Regions from separate parts of the Gossypium hirsutum genome. Here region 1 is linked to region 2. The links are chromatin contacts, called in public Hi-C maps. All regions are on one chromosome and are shown on one strand. The core of a region is the stretch at or near the end of the contact, and the rest is flanking DNA. Distances in the headings are between cores, read along the strand shown.

What was found. Hi-C and Micro-C count contacts between places; a contact is called where the count stands out from the background.
Region 1: a contact with region 2 is called in a Hi-C map of leaf, with 2.6 times the contacts expected there. The contact joins the enhancer-like site here to the promoter of LOC107916810 in region 2. A contact is called at or near these places in 2 of 34 Hi-C or Micro-C datasets (both in leaf).

What each region holds. Positions count from the first base shown.
Region 1 is chrA11:75,589,567-75,596,311 of Gossypium_hirsutum_v2.1, reverse strand. No RefSeq gene overlaps it. Among protein-coding and RNA genes, the nearest start is that of LOC107891078, 5.9 kb to the left of the region's middle. Within about 2 kb of position 3,846, at least 3 of the 9 cell types and tissues checked have an H3K27ac peak or open chromatin away from gene starts, as enhancers often do. A contact at or near this core is called in leaf, where this site is marked.
Region 2 is chrA11:75,462,826-75,469,850 of Gossypium_hirsutum_v2.1, reverse strand. It overlaps LOC107916810, which reads right to left and starts at 5,510. Exons shown (of 7, transcript XM_016846185.2): 1 at 4,996-5,510; 2 at 4,487-4,516; 3 at 3,931-4,029; 4 at 1,949-2,072; 5 at 1,487-1,796; 6 at 1,305-1,359; 7 at 888-1,129. The coding sequence starts at 5,154. The coding sequence ends at 1,061.

The DNA of each region.
Region 1 (6,745 bases), core at 2,597-5,096, 130 kb before region 2:
CACCTAATTATAAGAATAACCCAATCCGCATGAAATCCTAATTGAGTCATCATTCTAGTAAAAAAATCCCATTCAACACGATCATACGCTTTACTCATGTCGAGTTTAAGCGTAAAATTCCCCTTCTTGCCATTCTTTTTCATCTTCAAAGAATGAAGGACCTCATAAGCGATTATTACATTATCCGATATATGTTATCCTGGGATAAAAGCCCCCTAGGCTTCATTTATGGAACTTCCTAATATAGAACTCATTCGATTCACCAAGACCATCACAACAATTTTGTACATAACATTACAAAGACTTATGGGCCTAAGATGTGATAGATATTTATAATTAGTCACTGTAACACCCCAAACCCGGCCCAGACATTATGGCCAAGTCTGGTGTGTCACATTGAAGTATTTTTCGAAAACCATGTTTTCATTGAAAACCCTTCTTGATGTTTAGAAACTTTTACCGTTTAAACTTGTAAACCTTTGTAGTGGCAGAAACATGTTAGTTTAAAAACAGTTAAGTATTGAAAAATCCAACCTTCTTTGTTATGGCTTAAAGAGAATGGATACTACACACCAGGCAGGATTCAAGAAAAGAGGAGGTGAGTCAATTAGAATGCTTAAGTACCTAGCTCTTCCATGATCCAATCCTAGACATGCACACATCCATTGCCACACTTTAAGCTTATTACTTGTCCATGAACAACAAATTAAGTTTAAGTCTATTTAAAATATTTATTTCCTTTGAAAATATTTATGTTGCGGAAGCTTTGCTCAGTTATCGTGATATTTGGAAAATAAGTAACTTTTATAAAATGCGCCCTAGGGCTATCCAATTTTAAGGAATCAATTTAAGTGATATGAATCTCAAGTTGAAAACGATTTAAGTAATTTAAAAACCCAAAATAAAAATAATAGAGCGGCCTTATTACAACTTCAACAAAAATAGAAAAAATAAAAAAAATACGAAATTTAAAAGGAAGTTAATCGAAACTTACTTAAAAACCAGAAATTTAATCTTCGTGGCCACTCTGAATCCCCCCCAGCTCTAAGTCTACCAACTAGGGCTCACCTGCAAGGATGGAAGAGAAAAGGGGTGAGTTTGGAAAACTCAGTGTGTAAAGTATCCCAACCAGAGCCCAAATCAGTTCAAGCTTTACTGGGCCTAAGCCCTATTCAGAAATCAGTGTTAATTGGGCCTTAGCCCATATCAATATTAATCTGGGCCATAGCCCCTTACAGTATCAGAGTATATTGGGCCTAGCCCATATCAGTATTAATCTGGGCCGTAGCCCTATTACAAGTCGAGATATATTGGGCCTTGCCCAAATTAATATAGTTGGGCCCATTTCAATACAGTCTCATATGATTAATGCATGATAAACCCATCCAACCCTGCACTTGACTCCGTCCATCCCTACACTTCCTGTGGGGAATAAATCACCCACGCCATCCCTACACTTACAGTGTTAACACCGATTGCGGCACTAACTATAATCCGCAGCAAAGCTGCTTATATCAGAATATGTGGCACAGCCACCAGAACGGGTTCTTCCTCCATAACATAACCCAGATCCCATGCAACAGATATACATGTCATGGCATACAACAAACATAATCAGAATATCATGCATTTCACTCAAAATTAACCCTAGAGGTATAACAGTCATTTTGCACCTAGGGATAAAACGGTAATTTTCATACTTAGGAGTAGTTAAATAAAATTTACTATTCTAGAGTTTACATACATATTCTAACCATTAACACATTAACAGAAGCACCTACCGAGCGTTTTTACCAAATTGGGCCCGTTGGCCCACTAACCCGTTTTCGGCCCATTAAGCCAAAATATACCAAAGTGCACGAAATTGCGCACTCTGTAATCATACTATTTGCGATTACCAAAATTAACAACCAAACCACCTCACGAGCGCTCGCACGCTCGCAAGTTCACAAATGCCGACTTTTCGACTTTTCGGCTTTTGCCGATCTAGTTTATGAGTGGGTGTCGTTTACACACCTGATTTGCAAAAACTACTACCGAAATCTCCCACGATATCCTACAATCGGTCACTAGACATATCAGATTCAAAGTATAATGGCAAACATCATAAACTTACTTACCATAATCGGCCATCAATACATATGGCCCTTGAGATCCTACCTTTGCCAAAACTAGTGACTAGATCTCGATCTAGTTGTTCCACTTGTCCAAGCCTTCGATCAGCAGCCTCTAGATCACACTAACACCAAAACAAATCAATTGTTACAATCCTTAGAGCCTTAAGCTCCAACCGACAGCATCCCTATGCCTTTAGGGATTTCGGCTTTTCTAAAACCCAAAATAAAGAATAGATCTGAATACTTACCACAGTTCTTTCAACCAAAACGATTCCACTTCAGTTTCTACTCGGATCTGATATAGATCCAGCCCTTAAACACTTGCAGAAATCGAATCTTAGAGATTTAAAGATTCGGCTATATGTCCCTAAAAACTATGGTGTTTTCGGCTTTTGGAACTGTGAAGAGGAAGATGATTTGGTATAGCGGTTCTGCAGTGGTATTGCCGATAGGGGTTAAGGTTTAGAGGATGTGAAAAATCAGCCAAAAGAGATGAAGAAAATAGAGGATTTTGACTAGAGTAAATCGACACAAGAAACAACTTTTGGGATTTTAGCTTTTGTATATAAGGCTTAGGAACAAATTATTAGAAAGTGGAGATGAGAAAAATAGTAGAAAGATTCGGCTATAGAAGAAAAGAATAAGAAGAAAGAAAGTAGATGAACAGAGGAGAAAAAAAAAGAAAAGAAAATAGAAGAAAAAAAACTAAATCCTAAAGGCCAAAATATACGGCACTTATTAGCTATGGCCGAGTAAATGTATTTCGGCATAGGAATTCTTCCTAAATTCCAATTCCCTGAATTGTTCCTTGATTTTTGGCCACTTTCAATGTTGAATTCCATTCAAACTCTTGACCGATCAGCCCACCGTTGGCACCGCCTCAGATGCTGCCAAGAGTCTTGATCAGACCCCAACTCCTTCCCTACGCATGCAGCAAAAATCCCAACCTTGCGTGCGCGAGATGAGGCTCAAACCCTAGACCTCCATCCGCCTTGCCCCCTTACACCTTCGCCCGATCTGCTGGTCACTGCACCACGCTTTCTCATTTACTAATATATGGTTACAATTAATTATAACCTTTAACCCGCTTCAGTTCTGGCCTGCCATAAACGAGTATTTTACAGAGAGCCGACAAGGAATTCCATTAATAACTGGCCGTTTTGATTCTTTGGAACAACTCGATGAATTTAGTAGATCTTTTTAGGAGGACCCAATGACCATAGATCGAACCTATCCAATTTTTACAGTGCGATGGTTGGCTGTTCACGGACTAGCTGTACCTACCGTTTCTTTTTTGGGGTCAATATCAGCAATGCAGTTCATCCAACGATAAACCTAATTCGAATTAATTATAGAGCTATGACACAATCAAACCCGAACGAACAAAATGTTGAATTGAATCGTACCAGTCTCTACTGGGGGTTATTACTCATTTTTGTACTTGTTGTTTTATTTTCTAAAAATAAAACAAAATTCGCCTGCTCCAGGACTAGAACCCGTGCCTTTATGGAACTCCTAGCACCCTACTGCCGCTGCGCCACAAGCATCATTGTAGCATAACTCGGTCGCAACTTTTCTTAAACCTTACTTTAGTGTGACCTGGTTTCTAAAATAAAAACAAGCCTTTGCATGCGCCAACCCTCGAACCGAGGCACTACACCACACTCCCAGCGCCTCTACCACTGGACCAAACTTCCCTTTGTGTTACCTTTTAACACCAACTCTATATAAGGCTTCCCTGCATCGTTCCCTGATATAAAGAAAAATAAAACACTTTTGCACATGCTGGGACTTGAACCCCCGCTCTCCTTCCCACTATCTAGCATGCTAATCACTGGGCCAAGTACGCTTCTTCATGCCCAGTCTTGCCCAATTTATTTTATAAGCCTTGTGCCCAGATTCCCTCTCTGAGGCAAAAATTAAAACAATTTTTTTCCTAGAGTTTAAACCCCCAAAACAACAATACATTTATAAATATATATATGTATTTTTTTCTTTCCTATCTAATAATAATAATTATAATAATAATAATTTTATAAATATATCTAATAATAAAAATATCAAATATCACTAATACAGTAAATAATAATTTTCATAAAAACTTTTCAAACATACATACAGTAATATTTTTCTAATAATAATAATTTTATCTCATAATACTAATTAAAATTTCATAAAAATTTAAAATATCAGTAATAATAAATACAGTAAAAAATTTCTAGTAGTAATTTAATTCAAAATTTTTTTCCTTAAACGATAATATTTAAAACTTCTTAATTATTCAAGTTTTCTTCTATTCGAATCCCAAACTCAAAACCCAACTCTTCTAGGCCTCAAAAATCGGGGCGTTACAATTCTACTCCCCTTAAAGAAATTTTGTCCTCGAAATTTCAAACTACCAACTAACCATATAACTCCAATCAACCCACTATACTTCTGCTGCGCACTCTTAAAAAAATAATTCTTAGTACGACCCCAAACATCTAATTGCCAAAGGAAAGAAACATCTATCAAGTACGCATTCAATTCGTAACACACACTTAAATAGAATAAACTTGGCAATCCCGAGCTCGATGCTCCTTGGACTCACATCTAAAGTATGCTCCTGTCTTCCTAAGGCATTCACCCGTATGACGCCCGTTGCAATTCTTGTAGGCTGGAAAGTTTGGTCGTTTCTTAACATGTTTCACAGAACGAAGCTCGGTCTTCTGAGAACTAGAATCCTTCCTCTTCTTACACTCCAAGTACCCCGCTTGAAGTATTTCCCTAATTTCCTTAACCTTGGTCTCTAATACTTCTTCTATCACTTTCCTTACTAACTCGGCTAGTGCCTCAGTCCCAATCTCCGAGTTACCGCTACCCAAAGTTGGCAGACTTTGCTTATACTCAGTATCCATATCAACACTCTACATTATCAGCATGCATAACAATAACTACCAAGATCTCGATTCAAAAATAATACTTATTTATACGTGTTATGCAGAGATAGTATTTTAAAGTTTCTATTTTCATAGCCTAGCTATAGTCTCAAATATTCTAGGGTTTTTAGTATTATCCTAGCTATAATGTCTACAGTAATATCTTAATACAGTGTAGTATGAGTGACAGGAATACTTACAGACTTGGTGCCGGGGATTCAGTGTGCCACCTTATCAGATTTCAGACAAATGCAAAAGATTTAGGCCTTTAAAATCCATTTCTCAAACATTTGATTTAAAGAAACCAAGTTTGAAAATTTATCTCCTTTAACCAGAAAATTTGTTTTCAAAAGTCAAATTTTTCCAAAAATACCCTTTTGGGTTTAAAGTTTTGAAAACCTTTTTAGACCCGATCCACAGCCGATTTGTTGCAACCTAGGCTCTGATACCACTAAATGTAACACCCCAAACTCGGCCCAGACATTATGGCCAAGTCTGGTGTGTTACAATGAAGTGTTTTTCGAAAACCATATTTTCATTGAAAACCCTTCTTGATGTTTAGAAACTTTTACCGTTTAAACTTGTAAACCTTTGTAGTGGCAGAAACATGTTAGTTTAAAAACAGTTAAGTATCGAAAAATCAAACCTTCTTTGTTATGGCTTAAAGAAAATGGATACTACGCACCATGTAGGAACAAGAAAAGAGGAGGTGAGTCAATTAGACTGCTTAAGTATCTAGCTCTTCCTTGATCCAATCCTAGACATGCACACATCCATTGCCACACTTTAAGCTTATTACTTGTCCACGAACAACAAATTAAGTTTAAGTCTATTTAAAATATTTATTTCCTTTGAAAACATTTACGTTGTGGAAGCTTTCCTCAGTTATCGTGATATTTTGAAAATAAGTAACTTTTATAAAACGCGCCCTAGGGCTATCCAATTTTAAGGAATCAATTTAAGTGATATGAATCTCAAGTTGAAAACGATTTAAGTAATTTAAAAACCCAAAAAAAAAATAATAGAGCGGCCTTATTACAACTTCAACAAAAATAGAAATAATAAAAAAATGTGAAATTTAAAAGGAATTTAATCTTCGTGGCCACTCTGAATCCCGCCCAACTCCAAGTCTACCAACTAGGGCTCACCTGCAAGGATGGAAGAGAAAGGGGGTGAGTTTGGAAAACTCAGTGTGTAAAGTATCCCAACCAGAGCCCAAATCAGTTCAAGCTTTACTAGGCCTAAACCCTATTTAGAAATCAGTGTTAATTGGGCCTTAGCCCATATCAATATTAATCTGGGCCATAGCCCCTTACAGTATCAGAGTATATTGGGCCTAGCCCATATCAATATTAATCTGGGCCGTAGCCCTATTACAAGTCGAGATATATTGGGCCTTGCCCAAATTAATATAGTTGGGCCCATTTCAATACAGTCTCATATGATTAATGCATGATAAACCTATCCAACCCTACACTTGCCTTCGTCCATCCCTACACTTCCTGTGGGGAATAAATCACCCACGCCATCCCTACACTTACAGTGTTAGCACCGGTTGCGGCACTAACTATAATTCGCAGCAAAGCTGCTTATATCAGAATGTGTGGCACAGCCACCAGAACGGGTTCTACCTCCATAACATAACCCAGATCCCATGCAACAGATATACATGTCATGGCATACAACAAACATAATCAGAATATCATGCAT
Region 2 (7,025 bases), core at 4,261-6,760:
ATAGTGAGTCAAGGTTCGTTATCTTTTCCAAATCAAAGTGCTATATAAGATTCGGATCAACTTTTTTTATATCGTTGGTTCAATCTTGGCCTTAGCCAAATTCGCTCATCTATCATTTCAACTATCCTTAACCTTTGAGTTTTAGCCGTAATTTTACGATTGGCCAATCTAAACAACTCAAATCTTCACCGAGTCGAGATCGTATCACAGAGCCTATTAATTTTATCAAAGAAATTCCAGTAAGGGTCAGCCTTATATTGGATGTGTGAATTTCAAATCAAATTGTAGGCTATGTTTCCCTAACAGGCTATTTGTTGAAACTGAATGGAATCTGCATCGCTGCCATCTTAATAGTTAGTGTACCTTTTCGTTTTTGGGTGTTATTTCTATTTGGTTGTTAGAAAAATGAATGGGAAAGGTCGAGTTTGATTTAGTGGCGGGTGATTTTTTTTTTTTGAAAGAAAAGTTAAAAAACTTTTGTTTTGTTTTCAAGAAAATGAGGAAATTTCATTGAAATTTTGGCGGCAGCGGAGTTAAAGTACGTGATCATGAAGGTTTGCTCCATTAATTAATGTCCTGGTCCTGAATATAGCTGAAGCTCTGGCAGCACCCAAGACTCTGGAATTTGCTTATCATATGGGGTTTCAATCTGTTATTTTGGAAGAAGGTTCCGAGCAAATACTATTGATTGGCCATACACGGGTAGCTGGATTATGAGGTTCTCAAAGTGCAATGTGCAACATGTAAAGAGTTCGGGTAATGAGGCGGCAAATGAAGCTTAAATCAAGAAACTACACAGGTAGACTTGTATAATTCAAAGCTATATAATAATATTAGGAAAGAAACAGACCAAGACCCAAAAAAAAAAAGAAAGATAAAGGAGAGAATTACTAAATCAGAATGTAATTACTTTTTTTGGAGTTTTAGCAACAAAATAATGGACCATTGTCAATTGTTGGGCCAAACAAATTTTTTGACAATTTGACTATGATTATGATCAGAATAAAATAGAACAGATTCAGTTAGCTATTATTCTCCGAGACTACTTACTTGGTTGGAGCTACGATAGAGCATGGCATAATGATTTGTACGCCCCTACACACATCTTAAATTTCTCTTCAGCCATCTCCTGCATAAATGTATAGATGTTACGTCACTACAAAAAAATTAAAAGAAACCATGACGGGATCCGCTTCACTACAGAAACACAACAAATTTGATAAACCAGAAATTAAAATCCATAAAAATTTCGTTTGGAATTAGATGAGCAGCCAAAAACAAAATTTTTGCAAATTCTAACTAACCTGTGAAGGACCTTGATGCTTATCAGGATGCCACTTCAAAGCTGATATGTGAAAGCTGAATGGCAATTTTAATGAACTTTAGAATACATGCATATAAAAAAATTGGAGCAAGGAAAAACTCAAATATGTAACGTCCAATCTTCAAGATGACAGGCCTCTCAAATATTAGGTTGAGTACTTACGCATTCTTAACGTCTTCAATCTTTATGGGGCCTGCTCGAGGCAAACCAAGGATTTCTCTATCAGAACATGATCCTACATCATATGACTTCTCCTCCTCAGACTCAGACTCAGAGTCACTAGTATTTTCCCACTCCTTCGTCCTTTGATTTATCCAGCCTGATTTTTCTCTCCACTCAAATCCAGATTCTGGATTCTTGAAAGACTTATCTCCACCAGAAGCCCAAGTATACCATTTGTTCCCAAATTTAGCTTGAAAGATTCTCTCAGGATGATCAAAGTCGTCAGAGAAACTCTCTCTTCTAAAATTTCCTGCACCATGTAACAAAAAGGACAATGAGTGTCAAATATGAGAGCTAGTTCTGCTAAAAATAGTGCATAAAGGAGGCTTCTTTTTTTCTTTTTAGTTGTGCTTCAATAAACAGTAAGGGGAAATGAATGAAAAAAGAAAAGAGGAAGCTCACGTTTAACTTTTTTGCGGTTAGATTTCCCAGCATGTCGTCCAGAATACCTTGACGACCGCTTCTTGTCAGAACCATCTGAATCCCAGCCTTCTGTCCCATCAAATTTCCATGTTCGAACTTCATCCTAGATAAAAGCCAAAGGCAAGGTTTATATTTTAATTTCAGGTACTAATGAAAACTGTAAACTCAAATCTTTTGGTACAATGTAAAGCAGAAGGAAGATAAAAGGCATTCATGTTTTAGATACATTCCAGTCCAATGGTTTCTTGGTAAATAAATAACATTCAAGCTCTACATGCATGTCAAGTCCACTGGATTTTTAAAAAATCAACTTATCATCGTCCATTGAAAACGAACAGCAACCTCAGTCTTTCAATGGCCTAACTGAAATCATAAGCTTCTACTATGCTCGGACCCTAGATGCACATTTTATGGGATGTTGTACGAACCATAAACTTAACAATTTTGGTTCCATATAAATGACAGCAATGCCAATATGAAGAAACACAAAATAATTTCAAGGCTTGAACCTATGTTTGTTCGGGAACACTAACATGTTTTATGTTACAACTTGTAATGAAATGTAAACATGCTTCATAGAGGTTTTTTGTGGGAGATAATTAAATGGCAATAACAAACCAGGAAATGAGGTTTTATAAGCCTACAATGTAGGCAGATCAGATAGATCTTTCATGCATTATTGGCTCCTCCAAAGAAAATAATTTAAACTTGGTCCTATCCTAATAAAATAATTTGCCTAGGGGCTGGAAAGATCCTTTAAAATTCATAAATCCTGCTTATTGAATACAAAAGTAATTTTATTGATGAATTGTCACAATAACCCATGCTAAAACCCATTTGATTTTGCAGTGCAATTACTGAACAATTGCATGGTTTAATAGAATCTATCATCTTTGGATAAGATAGGTTTTGGAAAATAGTACAGTAAACAAATTTAAAATTCTGCCTCTGAAGTGGCCAGTTACATCAGTAACTAAAATGGAAATTATCGGCATTGTGATCCATTATACAAGAGCCTTCATCTCTTCAACAAATCAAATATTCTTATAATTCTCTAAAACCTTTCACTTAACATGTTCTTATTCACCCTTGTGGTTTAACATACCCAAAAAATAAAAATTAGCAGAAAAAGAGGCATAAAAAACTTTGGTTGGCAAACATGAAGAAATATGCATGTAACAAACATGAATTGATGGTATTTCTTAGGGTGCTCTCTCTCCAAAGATTTCAGAAAAAGATAACCGGGTGCCATCATTCTCAATCTATAAATTAGTCCTCAGGATCCAACCTTCTACCATGAGATTGCACTATCGACATGTCCAAACATTTACAATTCGGCCAACTTGTAGTCCATTTGGTTAGATGACACCTAAACAGTCCTAATACTTTCAGCATGACCAAAATCAAACTTGGATAAAACTATATAAATTGGATTCTTTCAATTGAAACTCCAAAGCACTGGGAAGACTGTTGGTCCATTAATTGAAAAACTCCTTAATACATCCGAATAAGCAAATAAAATTGGAACGAAACTACTGGTGTCAACCAGGCAAGTTTAGTCGGGTTTGGGTCAAGTAACTTCAGTGCATAAAAAAAATTGGGTTTTGCTCAGTTCAAGTCATTTCAGGTTCAAATTGTTTAGTTTTAAGTTAAAACCAGTTTAATACAAGGTTAGGATCTTGGTTTATTCAGGTCTGGATCATCTCTGAATTCAACAATTTTAGGTTCAGATAATTTCAATTTTGGTTGGATTGTAAACTTTTATGGTCAAATCAAGTTAGGTCAACTTTTGATGCAGACAACTAGGTGAGTCGTACAATTTAGAGTGAGTTTCAATAATAGAGTTTATCGCAATCTAATTATGCCATAACTATAACATAAATAGTGCATAAAAAATATTGAAGTTCACATCTTGAATAAGATCAAGGTTCTAAACCAAATAGGAGTCCAGAAAAGTTTACCTGGAATGAAACATTTGAGCAACCACTATTATAGAGAAGGTTTTTTAGAGCACTCTTTGCGTCAGCACGCCTTTGATGTACTCTATATCTTATGTGATTCTGCATTAATATTTGAAATGTCAGAAAATTTCCATTTTTTATGAACACATAAAGTAAGAAGTAAAATGCCAGAAGCAGACAAAAGGTTCATAACAAAGCTACTTGGGAAGGATGAAATTAACAAATAGCAACATCTTAATCAGTTACTAGAAGACACCCATCACCTGGTCAATGTGAACATTAAAATTAATCATGGGGAATCCTTTTGTGAGATGCATTAGAATTTTATTTGCACTAAAAGATTGCTAGGAATGTTCCCAGTCCACGATGAATAAGATAGCTGTTTTAGCAATCAAGCATGGTTATCCTCGGCATACAAACTCGAACTGGAATTTGGTCTGCTAAGTTTTCAGAAAATTACCAATCTAAAAACGTGCCAATATGATATACTAGGACCAAGATGATTAAAAGATGCAGGCAGATAATTACATAAATAGAGGCTGCCAAAGCTATATACCTTAATTGGTTGTTGTGTTCTTCTTTCCTCCTGCAAAAATATGGTTAATTGTTAAATTTTCTCATCAAAAGCAATGCATACAGATTTATACGAATTACTAAACCAAAATTTTCATGCATTACAAACATCTGAAGCTCAATTCTATGCAACTGGTGGTGGCCAGAGGAGGAAACAAGTAGGCATACTTATTCACATAGAAGATGAAGTACTTTGATCAGAACCAGGAAGAGACAATATGGGAAGCTAAACATAATGAATATAGAATAAATCTCAACGGTAGCATCTATAACAATCAGCAAGCAGAAACTTTTAGCATGAAACATTGAAGCTCAAATTTCTCAATTTAATTTTGAAGTTAAAGATTAATTTACATAGCACTCAGAGAACAAGACTATTTCTTTCATCTAAGAAATGCCACAAATTAGAGCTATTCAAGGATTTGAACTTTCAGAAACCCTATCTACAGCCATTCAAATAAAAATAGAAATCCAAGCTCTCCCCGAACTCACAAAATCCCATTTGCTCTTCCATTTTTCACAGGTAACAGGCGTAGAATGAAACGAAGCAACGTGGGTTGTTGCAACAGTAGCCGTTGCTTTTGAAGATAAGAAAGGTGGAACCAATGAATTCTTCAGTAGAAACACGTTTCGCCATCTAGGTATCTGCATAACCGATAAAATCAAGACAAAAAGACACTCTCTTCAAAATTAGCAGCACCAATAGAGGAAGCTTTGGGTTTTCCTTTTGGTGGTAAAAAGAATTGGTTCTAAGTAACAAAAGGGTTAAATCTTTTCCGGGTGGAGGATGATAACAGAAGTTTATGTTTCTCAGTTGATTTGGATGTCTGAAAGTTTAGCTGATGATGAAACCGAAGCAGAAAGTCGAATCGAAACATGTTCAAATTAAGGGTTTCGGGGTTGGATACTAGGATGGGATGGATCCTTTCATTGTTCTCAGGCAATTGCAGAGACCTGAATCAGTAAACTCCAAAGGGACCTAAACCTAGGCCCAGATAAATAGGTGTTGGTTAAAGATTAACTTAGAGCCCAAAACTATAATATCTTCGTCCATCAACTATATCATATAGAGGTATTCATGAGCCCATTCAGGTTAGCCCAATAAAAATTTTAGGTTCATTTACTAGGCTCGACTTGGCTCGAAAAATGTGTCTAAAATTTTATTTAACTTTAATTTAAAAAAATGCTAAAACCCTGATTCGACTCGGCCGTATTAATTTTTTATATAATTTTTAAAATATATATAATACATCAAAAATATTAAAAATATTAAAATAAATATTTCCCAACAAATTAAAATATATATATGTATACTTAAATAACATTGAGATATACAAAATTAATAATAATAAAAAGCAAATGCCTCTAAAATAGTAACAAAATTAACAGTAAAACAAGAGTTACACAATATCCAAATAATAACTATAAAATAGTAGGTAACAAATTATGAAATGGCATCAAAATAGTGAAAAAAGAACAAGAAGAAAACAACAAAAAACAACAAAAAAAAGTTTTAAAAAAATAGCAATTTTTTTTGCATATTCGAGTCGGGTCGGGCTGGGCTCGGGCCAAAAAAGCCTTACTCGAAGCTTAGCCTGTTTTCTAAACAGGCCTTATTTTTTGTCTAAGCCCATTTTTCTGACCTATATTTTTACCCAAATCCTCCCACTTTTCAAGCAAGCCGTCGGATCGGGCTAGGTAGCCCGACTCATGGACAAGTCTAATATCATATAGAAGATTATAATTTGATCACTCACTTATTAAGATTTTTTTTTCAACCAATAATTAAATAGTTAACACAAAGGTAATGTGAACTTTTAAATTTTATATATTATATTAATTTATTTTAATTTTTAATTTTTAATTTTCAATATTTAGATATTGTGCCATTGTTGTGTTAATACTAAAAAAATAAAATATTATAGTAAATTTAAAAAATACATAAAATTCCTTAGTAGTATTTTCAATTGAGTTTTAGTTTTATTTGTATTAGTATTGTTGCCCGTATAGGAGGACATGAGTTCGAGTGTATTGAAACACATTATCCTCTTATTTAAAGGTTTAGATAAATCATAATAATAATAATAATAAAGGGCAAGTTTTGGAGAAACGATTTGTAACTTTCTTAAATACTGATAATCTCTATGGTGGGTTAGTCATGTTCCTTTATGAAAAATTATGTGTTTATTATTTATTTTCTCGAATTTTTTGAAAACTTTTTTTTTTATGAAATGGGATTGTTTTATTAGTGACATCCATTATATGCATGTGTTCATTAAAAAGATTTTTTTTATGAAGATGCTTAAAGATTTTAAATTTGATTAAAACTATATAAGGAGGTTTTGAACTTAATATATATTTGTGTTATAAATAATTTTATTTTTAAGTGAATGTTCATCAATATTAAGATAAATTTGATATATTTTAGGACTTTAATGTTCATTAGAAGTATAGTTTTATTTTATTTATACTTCTTATGTCTATAAATATAAATTTTGAAAAAATATTGTAAACATCTCAAT